Regions from separate parts of the Rattus norvegicus genome. Here region 2 is linked to region 1. The links are chromatin contacts, called in public Hi-C maps. All regions are on one chromosome and are shown on one strand. Each heading gives the region's core, a stretch centred on a gene start, on an enhancer-like site or on the middle of the called end of the contact. The rest is flanking DNA. Distances are from core to core; before and after follow the strand shown.

Region 1 (2,860 bases), core at 167-2,666:
CCTCCCAGTGAGAGAAAACAAGGAAGAGTTGGGCTCTAACTATCTGTGCCAAGCCCTGCTGTGGTGGCTGGCTAGAGGCCTCCTTCAGCACTGACATTTCCAAGTATTTTGCAAAAAGGAAATTTTAAGAATGTGCTGAACCCATCCTTTCCGAATCAGTCCCAGATAAGTCGGATTTCACTTGGCTGTTCTCTTTTGTTTTTTAATCGCAGTAATGATCACAATGAGCTTGAAGTGATCCAAAATAAAGATGTCTGGACACTCGAAAATGGAAGAGTTGAAAACTTTCGGACTTCTAAGATACTCACTCTGTTTTGTGATAACCTGGATGCAAGGAGGCAATTAGCTGAGAGCTTAAAAAGTTAAGTCTTCAGGGAAAAACATGCCTCATAGACTTAAGCACGTTCAGGTAGGCAAACCAACGCCAAGAAAACAGAGAAACCAGCTTTCCCACAGAACAACCAACCAGAAAAATCTTTTGTCAACTGTCCCACCTGTTTACCTCCATATATACGCCAAAGGGCAGGGAAACAGAAAAACTATTTCCTACACACTTGACTTTAAACACAGTAAAACAAACTAGAAACCCTAGAAAACAATTCTAGCTAGTCAGTAGTCTAAATCAACTAACTGCAATTCCATCCCCTGGGAGCCCAGCAGCACCTCAATAACAAGACTTGTATATAAAGTGTTTTCAAACACATCACCTCATTTTAAGTATCCTACACAGTCACCCTCTGGTGAAGCTGCAAAGGCAAAAACCAGCTACTCTCCGGACACAAGTTGGGCTTCAGTCCTTCCAACTTGGAGAGATGATTTACGTGTCCTGAGTTTATCTACTTTCTCTACCCTCCCTACAGACTTCAGAGCATGTCTGAAAGATACAATTTCCCAAGAATCTTGGCACCGAGACTATTTATTGTTGAGATGACTATCACTTCAAGAAAAAGAAAAAAAGAAAGAAAGAAAGCTAGCTCTCGATAATCATAAACCAGAAAGAATTAGGAAGGCACGTCCTTCCTTTTCTGCAAACAGCAACAAGGTGCAGGTTCAAGGAATGGAACGTGGAAAATCGAAAAGTAGGGCTGTCCGCCCTAAGAGCTGCGTGTACAGGAGGCTGTGAGGCCGGAGCTGCCCCAGGCCTGCCGAGCTCGGTGACAGCTGGCGGGGCGGAGGGCTGAGGGCCCGACCGCGCCGTCGAGGGCGCACGCGCGCTGAGGGGAGCCCGCCGAGACCCCCGGGACGCCAAGGCTCTACCACTACAGGCACCTGTCGCCCCCGGCCCGGGACAAGTTCTCACCTCGTCGGTTCATTGGCCGGACCCGTACCGCCACTTTCACTTTGGAGTCGCCCATCGTGCTGCCGCCGGGGTTCTTACTGCACCTCCGTTTACCACGGCCACCGGACAAACTCTCCGAGGCCAACCCGGCGGGCGGGGGCTGTGGGGAAAGGGGGCGGGACCGACGAGGGGCGAGGACCGGTGCGCCCCGGGGCATGCCGGGATTTGAAGTTCTCACAAGGCCGGCCGAGGCGCTGGCGGGAAAATAGGCGCGTCGCTCTCTGGAACTTGTAGTCATCTGTCGCCGTTTTAATAACTGTGCTGCCGTTCAGGCACTTCCCTCTCCCTTCCTTTCCTTCTCTTACTTTACTTCTTCCTCTTTCTTTTCTTTCTTCCTTCCTATCTTCCTTTTTTTTGTCTTTGGAGAGTTTTCTAGAGATTAAAATTAGGGTTTATGAATGTCAGGCAAGCGCTCTACACAGCGTGAACAAGAGCTGACCCTTCATCTGAAAACCTTCTCTTGTTTTTTTTTTTTTTTTAAACCTCTGGGTTCGATCCTTGGATGATTTTCTCCGACTGACTTGTCCCCCTCTGTTTCTTTGCTGACCTTTCCTTCAGGATAAATAGATGCATTCAACCTTGACCACAGCCTCTGCATTCTCTGAGTCATAACGTTGGGTTATGGAAACAAACTTAACTCAAATCCCACTCATTTGCCAACCTGTGATCATGGTTAAGTTATTTGGTGGCTCAAATTTCATCTTTTTTAATGTGTAAAATGGAGACAAGAACTAGGCAAATTTCAAAACCTGTGTCACCCAACCTGCAGTGAAAACCCCTGGTATGTTTATCGTGTGAGTCAATGAAATCAACCTATAAATACTGTTTATCAGCCTTAGAGACTGCTGGTTGGCGGTTTGTGTGCCAAGACTGTCCTGCAAACATGTTCTGTTTAGCTAACACAAAAGTCAGATTTGGGGGTGCATTAATGACCCTTACTATGTTAGAAACACTAGGTCAGACGTGAATGGCACTGGACATACTGTAATCCCAGAACTCAGCAACTAAAGGAGTAAGATTGCCATAAACTGGGGGCTGGAGAGATGGTTCAGCGGTTAAGAGCACTGACTGCTCTTCCAGAGGTCCTAAGTTCAATTCCCAGCAACCACATGGTGGCTCACAACCATCTGTAATGGGATGCTCTCTTCTGAAGTGTCTGAAGAGAACTACAATGTACTAACATATAAATAAAATAAATAAATCTTTAAAAAAATAAAAAGATTGCCATAAACTGAACCAACTCGTTGGGGATTTAGCTCAGCGGTAGAGTGCTTGCCTAGCAAGCGCAAGGCTCTGGGTTCGGTCCCCAGCTCCGGAAAAAAAAAAAAAAAAAAAAAAACTGAACCAACTCTAGGCTACAAACTCCTGCCTCAGCCTCCCAACTACTGGGACTACAGATGTGAGCTGGGAGCTTTCAATGCCCAGCCCCACTCTGGCTTCTTAAAAAAGGACAGTGAGATTTAAAAAAAAAAAAAAAAAAAGGTTATACAGTTTCCATTCGAAATTTTTTTTTCTTTTTTT
Region 2 (3,091 bases), core at 271-2,770, 73 kb before region 1:
CTCAGCTTGCCCACTTTCTCTCCAGATGTCTGCAGAGAAAATCAACACATGCTAGCAAACAGCTAATGAACGCTGAAAACAGGCTGACTCCCTCAAATGGCTTATTGTCTCCGGCCTTAACTCAAGCTATCTGTCATTACTGCAAAATTATTTTGTGCTGGTACTAAACACTGCAGAAAACCACCACCTAGCACAAAACTTATACAATTTGCTAACCCAGTAGTGAGAAACAAGGAAGTTGATGACCTCAGGAAAAAATGCTATAAAATGGGACATTTTGGAGAGATTGATATAATTTTCAGAGATATAAACAAAATTGCTTATAAGATCAAAAGTTTAATGATTTAAAACTGTGTTTAAAATTTCACAAATATTAGCCTGAGACAAAATACTTACATTTTTGGCCAATATTAAAAATAAAAACAAACAATCTGACTTTTGTGTAACAAATTTGTTCTAGAAGTCAAAAATATTTTCTAAACATTTTCATCTTATTTAAATGATCCGCTTAACTTTTTAACATCAGCTATGGTTTTTGACAATGATGTTTTCTTTCACCAGATCAGAAATGTGACATACTTTATGGTTTACCTCATCAGCAAAACAGAACCACAAGAAAGCGATATCAGAGTCTACGGATTCAACCACTGTGGAAACTTCCCTTTAAAATCTGTGTTATCTGGCTGGGAAAGTGGCTCTTGACAGAATATTTATCTGACAAGCAGAAGGCCCGGGGTTCTGCACTCAGCACAGCAAAAAATACATTTATAGATTTTCATAAACATTACAAAGGGATATTCTGTTTCCCAAATAAAAAATACTTCTGATTTAAGAAAAAGAAGGTTGGGGATGGAGAGACAGTTCAGCGATTAATAGCACTGGCTGCTCTTCCAGAGGTCCTAAGTTCAATTCCCAGCAACCACAGGGTGGGTCACAATCATCTGTAATGGCATCCGTTGCCCTCTTCTGGTGTGCATGAAGAGTGCTATAGTGTACTCACATACATTAAAGAAGAAATAATAATAATAATAATAATAATAATAATAATAATAATAGAAAAGAAAGTATTCAGTATGGTATTTATTTAGCTTTGATTTACTCTAAAAAGGAAATCAAAGACAGAGAACGTTTTGTTTTTAACATTGATCTTGATGTAGAAGAAAAATGATTTTTCAGCAAAGGAGAAAGAAGCCTGCCAGCATAGAGTAGCTTGCCAGGTTACTTTGGCCTCTCATATTTGAGACTGAGGTCCTGAGAGATGGATACCAGAAATCAATCTTCACAAGGAGAGCGAGCACGTGAGTTACTTAGCAAAATGTTCAACATGCCAGAGGCCTCGGCAGCTTCTCAAGGGTCCAACCAAATGCTCAAAATGCACCCTTCACATTCAATGATTTTACAGCACTCTTCCCCAATGCAAGTTGCTCCCTGACCTCCTGGCTGTTTAGCAGCAGGTGTACCGGCAAAGGTGCCTCAGCTGAAACCAGCCATCGGGGTGTAAAGTGCAAGCTGCTGTAGCTGGGCCAGGTCAGCGGCTTGTGTAATTCAGCCTCGCTGTCCTCTTGCTGGAGAGGGTGGGAACCATGCTTAGTCCAAGACGCCCTTCAGCCAGGCCGCAGGATATGACTAAAGTTCCTTCAGACCCTCTTGCTAAAGACTGGAAAGCAGAAGTTAAGCATCTTCCTTGGCCTTTTCTCTGCCATCAGGGAAGTCATGAAATCTAAGGTTTTCCAGAATATTCTACAACTTCCGGGTGCTAAGAGAATTGCTGACAGAAGCAATTTCTTATTCTTGATTAAAGTTCTGTGTGTCCCTTGTGGTTTTAAGTATGACTCCTAGAGTTGCTGTAGACCCCAGCCCTCTTGGAGTATTCCAACAGCGCTACAGTACAGCAGCTTCTGTTCTTGTCAGGACCTTCTGTCCTGAGTCCTGACCAAACGTCTGGATCAGGCCTTCAGTCTAGCTAGCAAAGAAAACAGGCTAAACCAGAGATTCTCAACCTGTGGGTCACAACCTCTTTGGGGATCACATCAAATATTTACATTATAATTTATCACAGTAGCAAAATTACCGTTATGAAGTAACAACAACAAAAAAAATATTATGGTTGGGGGTCACCACAACATGAAGAACTGTATTAAAGGTTTGCAGTATCAGAAAGGTTAAGAGCCACTGGACTAAACTGTGATCATGTCAGAAGTTACTCACCCCAGACTTCACATCATACAGAGTATGTGTCAGGGTAATTTTGAAGACTGCATGGGAACGGCTACTTTCTTCATTCATGTTGGTTGCAGCAACTGTCCGAGACTTGTTGCCCTCAGACATCAGAGACTCTATATCCTAAGTGGAAAAAGGTCATAGGCACTTACTTATTATTTGTGAATAAGCATGACCACTCTTCCCACATTATCACAAGCACCCAGGTTTTTACAGGTTACATTTTGTTTTTCCACAAGAATACAAGAGCCCATACTATTTTCAAGGGCCAACTAAAGGGCTTTACTCACTGCAGACACAGAAGCACATGGCAGCTTTGACACACAGAAGTTTAGAAGCTAGACACCCTCAACTCACAGATAGGATCTTACCAGGTACCCCAGACTAGCCTTACATGTATTATGTAGCCCAGGATGGCCTCAATTTTGTGATCTCCCTGCCTCTGCTTCCACAGTACTATATTACAGGTGTGCCATGCACAGCATTAGAAACAATACTATTGAGTGACATATGAGGGCCAAAAAAATGCATGCAATTGTAAAAGTAATATAAGCTTATTACCAAAACAAATTATATAAAATCAAAAAATAAGAATTTAACCCCTTCACCCAAACACATAAGGTATATGCTATGATTTATGGAGAAGAAGGCAGTTCTGGGAATTGAACCCAGGGGCTCATACATGCTACATATACATATACATGCTACATATATGCTCTACCACTGAGCGATCTCTAGCTATTTTTTTTTCTTTTTTTCGGAGCTGGGGACCAAACCCAGGGCCTTGCGCTTGCTAGGCAAGCATTCTACCACTGAGCTAAATCCTCAACCCCTCTAGCTATTATTTGTTTGTTTGTTTGTTTGTTTGTTT

The links. A called contact is a pair of places that touch in the nucleus more often than the background predicts.
Region 2: a contact with region 1 is called in a Hi-C map of hepatocytes, with 1.8 times the contacts expected there. The contact joins the enhancer-like site here to the promoter of Kif13b in region 1. A contact is called at or near these places in 3 of 12 Hi-C or Micro-C datasets (hepatocytes, kidney and liver).

What each region holds. Positions count from the first base shown.
Region 1 is chr15:43,082,615-43,085,474 of GRCr8, reverse strand. Kif13b (kinesin family member 13B) reads right to left here and starts at 1,416. Exons shown (of 40, transcript NM_001412036.1): 1 at 1,301-1,416. The coding sequence starts at 1,355.
Region 2 is chr15:43,155,485-43,158,575 of GRCr8, reverse strand. It overlaps Kif13b (kinesin family member 13B), which reads right to left. Exons shown (of 40, transcript NM_001412036.1): 8 at 2,209-2,343; 9 at 1-29. Among named protein-coding and RNA genes, the nearest start is that of Kif13b, 73 kb to the right of the region's middle. Within about 2 kb of position 1,520, at least 26 of the 93 cell types and tissues checked have an H3K27ac peak or open chromatin away from gene starts, as enhancers often do. A contact at or near this core is called in hepatocytes and liver, where this site is marked.